Linked DNA regions of Mus musculus: regions 1, 2 and 3 are each linked to region 4. A link is a contact called in public Hi-C and HiChIP or PLAC-seq data. All regions are on one chromosome and are shown on one strand. Each heading gives the region's core, a stretch centred on a gene start, on an enhancer-like site or on the middle of the called end of the contact. The rest is flanking DNA. Distances are from core to core; before and after follow the strand shown. Region 1 overlaps Gm42146 (a long non-coding RNA gene). Region 2 overlaps Gm33474 (a long non-coding RNA gene). Region 3 overlaps Gm33371 (a long non-coding RNA gene). Region 4 overlaps Tgfbr3 (transforming growth factor, beta receptor III).

The links. Hi-C and Micro-C count contacts between places; a contact is called where the count stands out from the background. HiChIP or PLAC-seq counts read pairs in DNA pulled down with a chosen protein or histone mark.
Region 1: a contact with region 4 is called in an H3K27ac HiChIP or PLAC-seq map of heart atrium, with 8 read pairs. The contact joins two enhancer-like sites. A contact is called at or near these places in 1 of 484 Hi-C or Micro-C datasets (nephron progenitors) and 2 of 115 datasets of contacts at active chromatin or transcription factors (extraembryonic endoderm stem cells and heart atrium).
Region 2: an H3K27ac HiChIP or PLAC-seq map of heart atrium shows a contact between it and region 4, with 8 read pairs. The contact joins two enhancer-like sites. A contact is called at or near these places in 1 of 484 Hi-C or Micro-C datasets (nephron progenitors) and 1 of 115 datasets of contacts at active chromatin or transcription factors (heart atrium).
Region 3: a Hi-C map of uterus shows a contact between it and region 4, with 2.1 times the contacts expected there. The contact joins two enhancer-like sites. A contact is called at or near these places in 1 of 15 datasets of contacts at CTCF or cohesin (the NIH/3T3 cell line), 1 of 484 Hi-C or Micro-C datasets (uterus) and 3 of 115 datasets of contacts at active chromatin or transcription factors (differentiating embryonic stem cells, fetal liver and heart atrium).

The regions. Positions count from the first base shown.
Region 1 is chr5:107,085,817-107,088,934 of GRCm38.p6, forward strand. Gm42146 (a long non-coding RNA gene) reads right to left here. Exons shown (of 5, transcript XR_880522.2): 5 at 1-603. Among named protein-coding and RNA genes, the nearest start is that of Gm42146, 7.1 kb to the right of the region's middle. Within about 2 kb of position 1,620, at least 131 of the 459 cell types and tissues checked have an H3K27ac peak or open chromatin away from gene starts, as enhancers often do. A contact at or near this core is called in heart atrium, where this site is marked.
Region 2 is chr5:107,061,206-107,064,311 of GRCm38.p6, forward strand. All of the region lies in intron 3 of Gm33474 (a long non-coding RNA gene), which reads left to right. Among named protein-coding and RNA genes, the nearest start is that of Gm33474, 14 kb to the left of the region's middle. Within about 2 kb of position 1,401, at least 8 of the 459 cell types and tissues checked have an H3K27ac peak or open chromatin away from gene starts, as enhancers often do. A contact at or near this core is called in heart atrium, where this site is marked.
Region 3 is chr5:107,038,861-107,042,046 of GRCm38.p6, forward strand. Gm33371 (a long non-coding RNA gene) reads right to left here. Exons shown (of 3, transcript XR_389481.4): 3 at 2,851-3,186. Among named protein-coding and RNA genes, the nearest start is that of Gm33371, 5.2 kb to the right of the region's middle. Within about 2 kb of position 1,926, at least 13 of the 459 cell types and tissues checked have an H3K27ac peak or open chromatin away from gene starts, as enhancers often do. A contact at or near this core is called in uterus, where this site is marked.
Region 4 is chr5:107,236,853-107,240,071 of GRCm38.p6, forward strand. The region is part of intron 2 of Tgfbr3 (transforming growth factor, beta receptor III); the gene reads right to left. Among named protein-coding and RNA genes, the nearest start is that of Tgfbr3, 51 kb to the right of the region's middle. Within about 2 kb of position 1,424, at least 76 of the 459 cell types and tissues checked have an H3K27ac peak or open chromatin away from gene starts, as enhancers often do. A contact at or near this core is called in heart atrium and uterus, where this site is marked.

The sequences.
Region 1 (3,118 bases), core at 370-2,869, 150 kb before region 4:
ATAGGGCAGCTAACTTGACCTCTTTATTTGAGAGTCCTGACTGAAGCCCTGGAGCCTTTTCGCTTGTTCTAGCTTGTCCTCCTAGAATGTTCTCTTGTTCTCTGACTCGGCTCTCAGAGCCACATAACTTCAGTTATATGAGTGGTGTAGGTAAGAGGCTGGAGTCAGACTATTCGGAACAAGGAATTGCCCTCTGTGGGCAATGCTGTTCTTCCGCTCTCAGGGGCCGTCCCCACAGTACTTGCCATACATGGTGTCTGTGGGTCTAAAAACTGGTCAACATCCACCATACAGTAAGCCTGGCTTCAAGGTATGTGGTGGCTCAGCTTTCTGTCATTAGCTGTAGGCTGTCCCCTCGTGGCCCTGGCTTCTGGGCCTTTCCGTCCAATCCCATTTTGGTAGGCGTATTTAATATTTATTGAAGTTCTCAGTTCTCGGCTTCTGGCAATGTTGGCAGCTGAGGGCTTGCTACAGGAACTGGCTCTGGATGAAGGGAAATGCCTTCCTCATGGCCACTTCAACTTGGAGCCACTATGAATAGCTTCCTGTAAGGTGAGGTGAGCTGAGGTCCAAGCTGTGAATGGACTGAGCTCCAATCCAAACCTGGATGAATAGAACCAAAACACCAGAGTCAGTCTGCTGTTTGCCCAGCTCATTGCTGTTGGTCTGCTGGAAGAAGAGAGGCCATTGTTTGAGGCCTGTAAGTTGGCTCAGTGGGGAGGGCCCTTGTCACCAAACCTGGTGATTCGAGTGATCACCAGGACCCACATGGTGGAAGGAGAGAAGCCCCCTGGGAGCTGTCTTTTGACCTCTACATGAATGCACACGTGCACACATGCTCACCAATAAAATAAAATGAAACATTTAAAAGGAAGAATGCTATTGTAGAGTGCTAAGAAGAAGCAGGAAGAGGAGATGTCATAAAATCCATATGATCAACCTCAAGTTGCAGAAAGTCGTCCTGTAGAATGGGGCTGAGGACCTACAAAAGCCAGAGAAGCAGCAATACTGCTAACACTATCCCAGGATTTTAACTCATTCTATCTTCATAATTTTCTGAGTTTGGTGCTTATATTTTATAGATGATAGATCTGAGGCACAGGAAACTTACTGCTTAGCTGGGTAGGGTGCCGACCTGGTCCTCGCTCTCAACCAGAATCCTAGAAGTTCCTCTCCTACTGCTTGAGCTGGTTATTCTGACCATCCGAGTTTCTAGAAAGAAATCCTTCCCTTTGGATGTAACAGCAATAGCCCTGCCTTGACAGGGTTCCCAACTGCACCCAGTCTTGCAGCTTAGCTACAGCAGAAGTTAGAGAGCAACTGGAGCTTCAAGAAAGAGTCCTGATTCAGGACTGGTGCTTAGAAACCCTTCCCTCATCGAAAGGATTGAAGAAGAATCAGTGTAGAGAAAAAGGCTAAAAGAGAGTAGTAGAAAGCTGAGCCAACGGTCAGGGGTCCCCTGCAGGTCTTGTTGGGCTTTGGTTTATGGGCCAAGGACCCATGGGCCAGCATGAATCAGGAGTCAGTCAGAGCCAATGACTCACTGCACACAAGGCCCAGGGGTTCAGGAACACATCACAAGATGCTGAGACATGTCTCAAATGCTTGCCAGCTGAGCCCATCTGGAACATGAGTCCTGAGCATGAAAGAGTAGGAGACAGAGGAGGAGCTAAATGTGCTGGTCAACGAGAGCTCACTAAGAAGTCACATCCAAGGCCAACATGAGGCAAAGGCTGTTCCTGGGACCAGCTCCACAGTGCTTAGAGCCAACTGGGGTGTTGCTGTCACAGCTGAATCCAGCTGCTTCCAGGGCAAGGAGGAGGGCACTCCCGTTTGCCCAGCCTCCCTCCAGCCCTGTCCTTGCAACTTACCCTTGTCAGGGCTGTCTGTTTTCTCAGGATGACCCATCCATTCCTAAGCGTAGGAGGCAAGAGAAAGAGACACCACCAAGCCTCCCTTGATGGTTCTTTGAGTCTCTCAAAGGAAGGAACTTATACACAAAGCCATGGAACTGTTCCTACTAAACTAAACAAAATTTTTACACTTGTCACTATTGAAATTTGGTTATAGAATTATTTGTTCCATGTCTGTCTTTCTCACTGTGAATTCCACAGCTTTGTGTGTGTGTGTGTGTGTGTGTGTGTGTGTGTGTGTGTGTCTCGGACAAGGGGGTGGTGTGGGGGTAGGGGTTGTTGTCTTGTTCACTGGAGCTTAGGAGAGTGCATGATACATAATTGGTACTCCATACCTGGGTGTTAGGAGACAAACCCTCCCTGAACCCCGAAGTCTAGTTCTTAAGGATTAGTCTGATGAAACCCCCTCCCCACCCACTTTTCAGGGACTGAACCTCAGATGTTCTGAGTCTTGCACCCCAACCCCTGACCCACCACTGAGGCCTTAACATTTGCAGAGCCAGCAATTGAAAATCCCCCTTGGAAAGTACCAGAGCTGGGGCCCCCGGTCACGTGCCCCCCCCCCGTCACGTGGGGGCCCAGGCCCCCCCCAGAAGCTTCCGGTATCAGGGGCCAACCTGGGAAGACAGGATCTCTAGGAATCACTCCGGGCTGCCCTACTCCCACGAAGAATTTGAGAAGTGAAGGGATTGTTCAGCCTTTGAAAGGAATTGTCAACAGCTAGGGAAAGCAACTGGGACTGAGGACCGCTCCTCTGCTAGGGAGGGCCCTGGCTCAGAGTCAAGTTGGCTCCCTTCCAGGTTTTTATTTCTGGTGTTTGGTGGTTAAATAAAAAAAGCCTATAAACTTAACTCCAGTTAGAAAAAAAAAATCAACTATTTCAAATATTGATCCCAGATAATCCCTTCAGACCTGGCAAGGAGACCACCCGCTGTGGGGGAGGGGGGAGCAGGTGGGGGAACTGGTGGAGGCTCTGCACACTGGGCTGAGAGATTTGGAAAACTCTTGTTTTCTCCTCTGAGTCTAGGAGCTAAGAGACTAAGAATCCGCAAGTCCATGGCTGCAAAGAGTGCCCCTCCCCCCTCTCGCCTCCCCCCTGCTCACGGCGGGACAGGAACATTCGATAATGTACCTTTGTCTATTGTCAGTAATAAGTAAATATAATTTAATGGCAATAAATTTAAAATTATATATATATATATATA
Region 2 (3,106 bases), core at 151-2,650, 180 kb before region 4:
AGTAGCTGAGAGACTGTGGGACTGACATGGGCGTCTGCTACCTCAAAAGCCTACCTCTAGTGACACACTTCCTCCAACAAGGCCACACATCTTAATCCTTATAATCCTTTCAAATGGTGCCACTCCCCATGGTAAAGCATTCAAATATAGGAGCCTATGGGAGCCATTCTTATTCAAACTACCACAACTGCCTTCTCGTGGTCATCGGTTGTTGTTGTTGTGTTTGGTTTCAGGTTTGTGTTTTTGAGACAGGGTTTCTCTGTGTAACAGCTCTGGCTGTCCTGGACTCACTCTGTAAACCAGGCTGGCCTCAAACTCACAGAGATCCACCTGCCTCTGTCTCCTGAGTGCTGGGATTAAAGGCATGCACTACCACACTCAACCCCATAACTACCTTCTTAAGGCACACGGTCAGGTGCAGAACCTCTCTGGTGCAGCTTCCTTTGTAATCACAGAGATTGCATTAACTGCTGAAAGAAAATGTGGCTTTTTCTGAGGTGGGGTTTACTGACTACTCAGAGGTTAGTTTCCTTGGTCCTGAGGATTTAAGAAGGTGCAGTAAAAAGAATAGAGAACATCTCTCCAGTACCACACATAAGTCTGCACAAGAACTGCCAGGGATGTACAGATAATATCAGTCACGTAGCAGCAACTTCAAACAGTTTGCTCATACACAAAGTTTGCTGACTGACTGAATCTAGGCAGCCTGTGTGCAAAGCTAACTCACCATTCAGTCATGGAACTAAACTATGGTTTAGCCTTTTTTCAAAGTAAGAGACACATGTGTGACACGTTGCTAAGTCTTGACAGCTGTAGGTGTGTGGAGTTCCTCCACAGCAGCCCAAGGTGGCCCACTGACTGTCCTCTGGGACACAGATGAGCTGGGAACCAGAGCTCAGATGCAGCAATATCCAGCATCATTTAGGACAAAGCAAGAACAACTTGCTGGAGTGTAGAAGGGTTTAGGAGGGTTTAGAAGGTCATGCTGTGAGATGGTAGAAACAAATTGTTGGAGGATCTCCACAACAACAGAGGAGAGAGTGATATATCCTCAAAGGCACCATTCTGAGAGGTGAAGGAAACCATCAAAGCTTTCAGAGGTCAGGCAGAAACAATGCTGCCGGCCTAAGCCAACCAAACAGCGCGGCTCAGAGGCTGGCAGGTGGCAGAGGCCAGTGGCCCTGATTTCTTATTTCTGTCCATCACTCCGCGTACACATTGTGCTGTGCTGGACTTGCCCTCAGATTAAAAACTTGCTGCTTTGCCTAACAAGCGGACTTATTTATAGACTGTTACTATGTAAAGCGACTCCACATTTCTAAAGTGACAACAGGTCCTTAGGCAGAATTCTTGGCTGTGACACAGCAAAAGTGTTTTAGAAAGATTAGCCTGTCAAAGGTGCTCTAAATAGATACAAAATGAAATGGGGAGAGCGGAGACAGAATAGGGAGTGGGCAGGGGGAGGCCTTGGCGTACTGAGCACAGCGTTAGGGGAGAGTGATAGGCGATGCCAGAGCATGGCACACTGCTGACGGAGTTGACCAGGCTGGGAGAGGGGAGAAAATTATGGAGGATCTTAAAACAACAGGCAGAAAAGGGAATCTGGATCAGCTAGACAAATTTTACCTGAAGGTAAAATTCTGGGTTTTTGGTCCAGCTGCCATTGCCCATCGATCTTCTTACTGACTGGTTGCAAACCACAGGCTACCCATTCTTCCCAGACTCTGTTGTCTGTTTTTAAGTGTATGGCTCACACAAGTTCTACTACTCAGTCCAACTCATGGGCTTTCATTTTCAGTGTTTTCAGGTAAATCGTAATGAGCCCAACTCCCACATCATGTCACCTCTTCTTTGGCACACACAAAACAAGCATGGACCTAAGTGAAAGATGGGTAGGATGGTCCACTGCAAAGCACTTGACTTGGATCTGGCTGCATTTGTGTAGTTTGGTGCATTCAGAAATAATGCTATTGTGGTTTTGGTGTGAAGTGTCCTCTACAGGTTCACTGTTTGCACACTTGGTCCTCTCCTCAGCTGTGGACTGTCTGGGAGGTGGTATAAACTTCAGTAGGTGGGACCTAGCTAGAGACAGTAGGCCCCTGGGGCCATGCCTTTGAGGTTAATCCTGGTTTCTGGCTCGCTCTCCTTGCTTTCTAGCTGACACCCATGAGATGTTTCACTCTTCACTATGACAAGCTGAGACCTCGGAAGGATGAGACAAGATAAACTTCTTCCCTTTAAGTTGATTTTCTAGGTGCTTCATGTCATAAAGTACCATAAAATTAACATGGATGCTTGCAGATCACTTCTATAGATTAGAAGAAATTTGTACGAACTAATGTGATACTTTGACTTGCATTTTAATATGTTTTATTATAAATGTCTAGAAAAAAGTTAAAATTGGATATATCGGAAAGACAAATTATTCATTGAGTCAAGGAAGCTGATGTTCAGAAGTCAGTCAGAAATGTAAGACAGGATGTCACTGTGAGGTTGATGATCAATGCCAGAAACAATAGACAAAGGATGCATCAATGCTAAGTGAAAATAAAAGGCTCTGTGATGGAGGTGATTTCTGGCCCAGGCAACTTAAAAGAAAAGTTAAGGAAGACATGGAGGGAGAGAAGAAAGGAGGTGGGGGGGGGGGTGGAAGAGAAGAAAAGAAATATTTACAAGGTGTAACTATACCCTTTATGAGGCATAAATATACCCAAGGAAAGTAGGCAAAAATATTTGTAGCAATTTAAAAACAAAAGAGGCACAAGGAAGAACAGGATGTTATGGTTTGAATATGCTTGACTCAGGGAGTGGCACTATTTGCAGGTGTGGCCTTGTTGGAGTAGGTGTGTCACTGTGGCTGTGGGCTTTAAGACCCTCATCCTAGCTTCCTGGAAGTCAGTATCCTGCTTGCTACACCTTCAGATGAAGATGTAGAACTCTCAGCTCAGCCTGCACCATGCCTGCCTGGATGTTGCCCTGCTCCCACCTTGATGATAATAGACTGAACCTCTGAACCTGTAAGCCAGCCCCAATTAAATGTTGTCCTTATAAGAGTTGCCTTGGTCATGGTGTCTGCTCACAGCAGTAAAACCCTAACTAGACAGAT
Region 3 (3,186 bases), core at 676-3,175, 200 kb before region 4:
TTAGAGGAGTTTCCAACCACTTTTTTTTTTTTTTTTTTTTTTTTTTAAAGAACCTGATACTATTAATGAGGCCAAGAACTAGAGATGAAGAGAAGCCAAGTTTGGTTCCCAACACCTGTGTTGGACGGTACACAAATGCTCATAATACCAGTACTAGAGGGATATAATGCTTTTTTCTGGCATCTGAACATGACTGCACTTAACTGCATATGCCCGCATAAACATGCACACATAACTAAAAATAAGATAAACCTTTAAAAAGGAAAAGAAATAGATTTCTTCCTGATTTCTTGTACTGGTTCTAGCATATTTTACATAAAGACATTCAATAAAGGAGAAACAGTAAATTCTAACGTAAAAGGTATATCTGCTATTTGTCACGTTGGCTGACTCTCACTGCCAAGGGGCAACCTAAGATCAAGTTAACACTGGAAAAGCACAGCACGAATATTAACATGTTATACTTAGGAGACTCCAAACTTTGCCCTCTTCTCTTGAGGCAAAGGAGCTCTTTCTGAAACTTAAGATCCCCGTTTGGGGATTGGGAGTGGCAAGCAGACATGGTATCTGTAACTTGTTTCTGAGGTGTTCCTCAGAGGTTTCCCTCATGATTAAGCTGGTAAGGTCCATTATCTTAGCTTTGCACCAGCAACCCTGGCCCTCACCAGCTGTCTTACTGGTCACAAGTGGTATACGTGAGCAAGTGTGGGTGGACCCAGAAACACGCGTGCTACGGATACAGCATATCTTTACCACAGAGAGGGTTTCAGGAGTCACTCTGGTCCTTCTGCTTTGCGCAATGGCTATAAAGTAGGCCATGACCCTTAGAGAGTCACTGTGTAGACCTATCGGCCCGTGTTAGCTTTTTGTTGTAGTGTTTAAGGAAACTTCATCCTCTCGGAAGCCTTTCTGGCAAAATGATGGGCGAGGTTTCCAGGGTGGAGTAATAGAAGGACAGATGGCAAGTCTTCATGTGGGCGTGGGAGCTGCATCAAGCCAGTTTGAAGGCTGCTGGCAGCTGGAGTAACCTTCTCAAACTGAGTGAAGGAAAGTTATCATTTCACAGAGTAAGAAAGGCAAAGTCAGGTGAGTTCCACAGTCACCTTGCCCAATCTTCTTTCTCTCCAGAAAGCAAGATGGTGGAGACCCCACTGTGGCTACGGCCCCACGTGACCATCAAGGAAAGAGTCATCTGCGCCTTCTTCCTTCTCCTTAGGAACAGGAAAGTCTCTTCCAGGCTCCTCAGAGCTCTCACTTAACACTGCTCGGTCAGGTCACATGACTATTCCTAAGACTCCTGTGACTAGAGAAGCTGAACAAGGAGCCCTGAGTCACACTGAGGAGAGAGGGACAACAGAATAGTTAAGGTTCTATCAGGAAGGAGCCAACTGCAGGACCACCTAACTGAGCCCTGCCCATGGCTTCTGTGTCCGTATGAGCAGTCACAGGCTCTGTCCTCCAGAGATGACGTTACTCCTCAGCCTAGTCTGCAGTTTTCTTTCTTTCTTCCTTTTTCTTCTTTTAAGCACAAAGCATCACTTTTCTCAGACCTTATGCTATGATTTTGTTTCTTTCTTTCTCTTTTTTTCTCTTAACAGAGGCCACAATGGAAATCCTGCTATAGAAACACTTGAGTGCTATCAAAGGAGCAGACCATATAAGGTGCTAGGGACCTTTTTATTTTAAATAAGAAACAAAACTATTTATACTTTTACAAGGACTCTGCCCTATTTTAGTAAATATTTGGCAAAGCTTCTTGATTAAAAGAGCAAACTGACCCTTGCTCTACAGGGCTGTTTTGCCATAACTGAAATCGTTCATTAATTTTCTGAAAATAGAAGCAGAGAGGGTGTGTTCCTCCCCAATGTGCCTAATCCACTGCTTGCTGGGATTTCACTCACACAGAGGCGTAGTTGGTGAGGTGTCTTCTAGACCTCGGCCGGATCAGGCATTTCCAGCCGGTGGCCTCCAGGGCACACGTGGTCAAAGACAGCGATGGACGTGGTCCGACAGAATCCAAAGCGTCCTCAAAGGTCGTAGGAGTTTCTCCAGGGGATGTTTTTGTAACTCAGATTCGCCTTCTTGAGCCTGAGCTTTGTGGTTGCTGTGTGAAGAGTTCGGACACGCTCAGTTTCAGCTTCACTCCTCAGCAACGACCTGAAGAGAGTTTTCTTGTCCTCGGCAGATTCCCTCGTATCCTCACTTCTCAGTTGCTCCTGGGAAGTCCAGATCCAGCTCCCCATGCCGGGAACGTGGCTCCTGAATTTACTAGTTGTTTTCAGTGTTCTATCCCTTACCTGATTAAAAGTAAGAAAAATAAACATCCCCACTCATAGATCCCGAAGGATTAAATGGGAACAACACTAAGCCCATGCCAAGAGTGGAGTACAGCATCCGCTATGTAGTTGGAGAGATCACTCAGCTGTTAGTTCTTGCAAAGGACCTGAGTCAGGTTCTTAGCACCCATGTCAGGGAACACACAACTGCCTGTAACTGCAGCCTTGGGAAATCTGATGCCCTACACACATACACACACACACACACACACACACACACACACACACACTCAAACACACACACATACACACACATACACAGAGACAGCCATATAAACACACTCATGCACACACTCATATGCACACACATAAACAGACAGACACACACCCACACACACACACACATACATACACAGAGACATCCATCCATACACACACACACACATACACATACATACACAGAGACATCCATCCATACACACACACACATATACACATACACACACAGACACCCATATACACATACCCATACACACACACAAACACACACACACCCCATACACACACACACAAACACACAGAGAGAGAGAGAGAGAGAGAGAGCAAGAGAAAGAGAGAGAGAAAGCACTTTGAGAGAAACATCCACTGTCACAAGTCTCTCCTGACTTTTGCCACAGGCAAAGCGGTGCTCTAGAAAGCACTCTAAGCTAACAACAGTTCAGAAATTTCTAGAACTGGAGGTAGAGCTCAGTGGTGGAGCACAGGCCCAGCATGTATACATCCTGAATTTAACCCCCAGCACTGTCAATAAATAAATAAATACATGGAAATCTGTTGCACAAGAATGTGCACACCATTGACTCTGGTAGACGTTAAACTTAAATTGTAGTTAAAAATACTAAAAAGGAAA
Region 4 (3,219 bases), core at 174-2,673:
CCAAATATGACCAACTGACCTCCCCACCTCTCCATCAGTATTTTGGCCTCATTAGCGAGCTGAAGGAAAGAGAATCTGCCATAAGGGCTTTGGCGCTGAATTCACGGCCTTGTGTGCAGGCCTGGGGCTGTGATCATGGAAATCAGCAGGATGTTTGAGGTTAGGCTTTAACTGAAATCGTTGGTTAAAGGAAAACTAAAGCTGATCTGGTTCAGTTGATCGACAGGAGACCACACGATGAACTATCAGGAGCAAACAATAGCAACTGCCACAGGAACTGCATTGGCCTGAAGGGCGAGATACCTTCGAGACAGTGCTCTGGTCCCACAACAGCTGGCTGGGCCCCAGGGCTCACAGCCTGTTGGGAAATGAAGGGCTGAGGGGGCAAAGGTGGACCTGAATTGTTCTGAGAAGGAGCTCTGGTTAAAGCCAGTTCCCATCAGTGTCATTGCAGCTGACGGCACACCCCACCTCCAGGCTCTCTCCTCTTTTCTCCCTCAACTTCTTGATGTCTACAGAGCAGGGTGAGCAGCTGAGGGCCTTCATGACTTCATGGGTATAGCAAATGCAGAGAGACACACCAGACTGAAAGGCAACGGCTATGGAATCAGGAAACCTGAGAATGCAGAAACACCCAGAGCACAGGCCAGAAGAAGCGCCAAGCTTCACAGTAGACTCATAGATGTCAGTAGCCTTTCTATAAGGGAAAGCCAAACAACCAGTTCTTTGCAAGCAACAGACCATTGTTCCTCATAAAAAGAAGAACTCAGGGAGGATAACCCCCAAACCCAGCTGTTCCTAACACAGCTGCAGACTCAAATGCAGCTCCATAGTTTACCAAAGGACATAACCAGGCGCTGGAGAGGTTAAGAGCACACTTGCTCTTCTTTCAGAGGACCAGAGTTCAGTTTAGTCCCCATCATCCATGTCAGATGGCTCACAACCGGCTGTAACTCCAGCTCCAGAAAATCAGAAAATCAGATGCCCCCAGAGAGGCGCACGCACACACACACACACACACACACACTCTAAAATAAATATTCTTTAAAGACATAATTTAAAAGACAATTTCAAGAATTTGAATCTGTAGTACTAACAACTACTTGCATCTAAACTCACTGCCGAGAAGCTAGGCCCATGCAGCACCACACAGGGGCCCCAGTCTTGGCCTCTGTCTTTCTCTGACATAACCAAGATAAGCTCACCCTGGGATGTTCTGTCCAGTGACGAAGGATGCCAGCATTCTGGGGCCTTGTGTATGCCCCCCATGGGGGACAGAATACTTCCAGGCTACTTTTGTTTGGTTTGTCTTTGTTTTGGTTTAGCCTTGGCAATCTGGCAGGCTGTCCATGGTGTGGATGCCCTAGGCTTGAAGTGCTTATTCATTTTTGTAAACAGAGCCCAGTTACCACAGCGACTGGTGTCGGGCGCAGCTGCCTAATAGCAGAGGTCACTCTGAGCTTTCCTTGGGCCCTAAGGTCTGTTTCTCTGCATCTGTGCACAGTGATCAACAGGATCTCCTACTTCATCCAGGAGCCGACCCTGAGGGCTGCAGAGCGGCTGTGACAGGCAAACAGGATTTTGCCCCTCTGACAGGTCTTGTCCTGGAGGCTCAGGAAGAGTAAAGGGCATGAGAAGAGAGGAAACTTCCTCTCTGGGATTTGAGCAGTCCCCAGGACAGAAGAGATCTTGGAGAGGTGAAACTGGCCCTGGGCCAGAGACACTGTGTATTGTCAGGTCCAAAAGAAACTTAGGACAAATGGCTAACTGTAGTGCCCGTTAGCATACCAAAGCACATGTGGGCGCCCAGGCTCACTCAGTACCTGTGAGCACTTCTCACCCCACCCCACCCTAAACTCCTCCATTTCATAGACTTCCCTTCCCCAGCTTCTGATTCCTAGATAATCCTGCTATTTCAGCAAGGAAATCTCTTGGCCCCCTCTTGGTCATCTCTTGGCCCTCCATCTCTCTTGATCCCCTCTTTCTTGGGACCCTCTCTCCTGGTTCCTTCTCTCTTGGGCTCCTCTCTATCTTGGGCCCTTCTCTCTTGACACCCTCTCTCTTGGTCCTCTCTCGGTCATCTCTTCTTCTCTCGCTCTCTGCCTTTCTCTCCTCTCATGGCTGTCTCTGCTGGCCATGTTCAGTGGACTACTCTCTTCCCTGATCTGGACCTTTCCAGATGCTCCTGAGTGTAGTCTCCCTCATGTCTACAATAAAGAGCTCCTCAACCACACCCTGGAGTGGCCGTGCCCTCACTATACATGCATGCCATATGCCCTTCCCTGTCCCGGGTGAGGCAGAACCCATCCTCCCAGCCCACAGCAGGAAGCTCACCATTCTTTCTACCCAGCAGGAAAAACTGGCCTGGAACCCCAAGGCTTACAGGCAAGAAGCCACTATTACTCTTTCCACCTTCCCAAGGCAACTTTGTTCAAAGGATCTGCTAGGCCTGTGAATGCGCACGAGTGTGTGATAGGCACAGCACCTGCAGCCTGTCCAAGTGCCCTGGGAATGTCCACCTGTAAAAGTCAGGAGTTGTTAGCCTCCTACTCGCAGAATGCAGCTCCTGTCCTCTAGAAACAGGCTTTCTAAGAAAAACTACTATAGAGGTTGAATCACTAAGGCCAAGGTGGGTAAAACATGTGCTGTGCAAGAGCCAGAATTTGGAGCCACGGCACCCACACAAGTGCCAGATGGGTGTGTGGCAGCCTACCTGTAATCCCACTCAAAGGTCCAAGGCAGAACATCCCTGAAGCAAGCTGTCTAGCTAGACTAACCCAACCTGAAAGCTCTGGGCTCACTGGACAGGCCTGTCTAAATATACAATGTAGAGAGTGGTAGAACAAGAGCGGCCATCTACCTCTGGCCTTCCAATGCATATATACCCATAAACATGCATATATCTATACACACACACACATACAAACACACACAAGACTTCTTTAAAAATCAAGCCTCTTCTTTTGAGTAAAATCAAATCACCCTGACTGGGGCCCATAGAAGCTACGGGATGTTGTGAACATAAACCCCACTTGGCTGTCTTTGTGACCCACCTTCATTTGAAAAACATATATATAATAAAATTAGCTGAGTATGTGGCTCACATTTGTAATTACAGCACTTGGGAATTCAGCACTTCCTGGAACAAGGCGATTACCTAGAGTTCAAGGCTAGCCTGGACTATGTAGTGAGTCTGAGGCTACCCTAGACTACAGATAG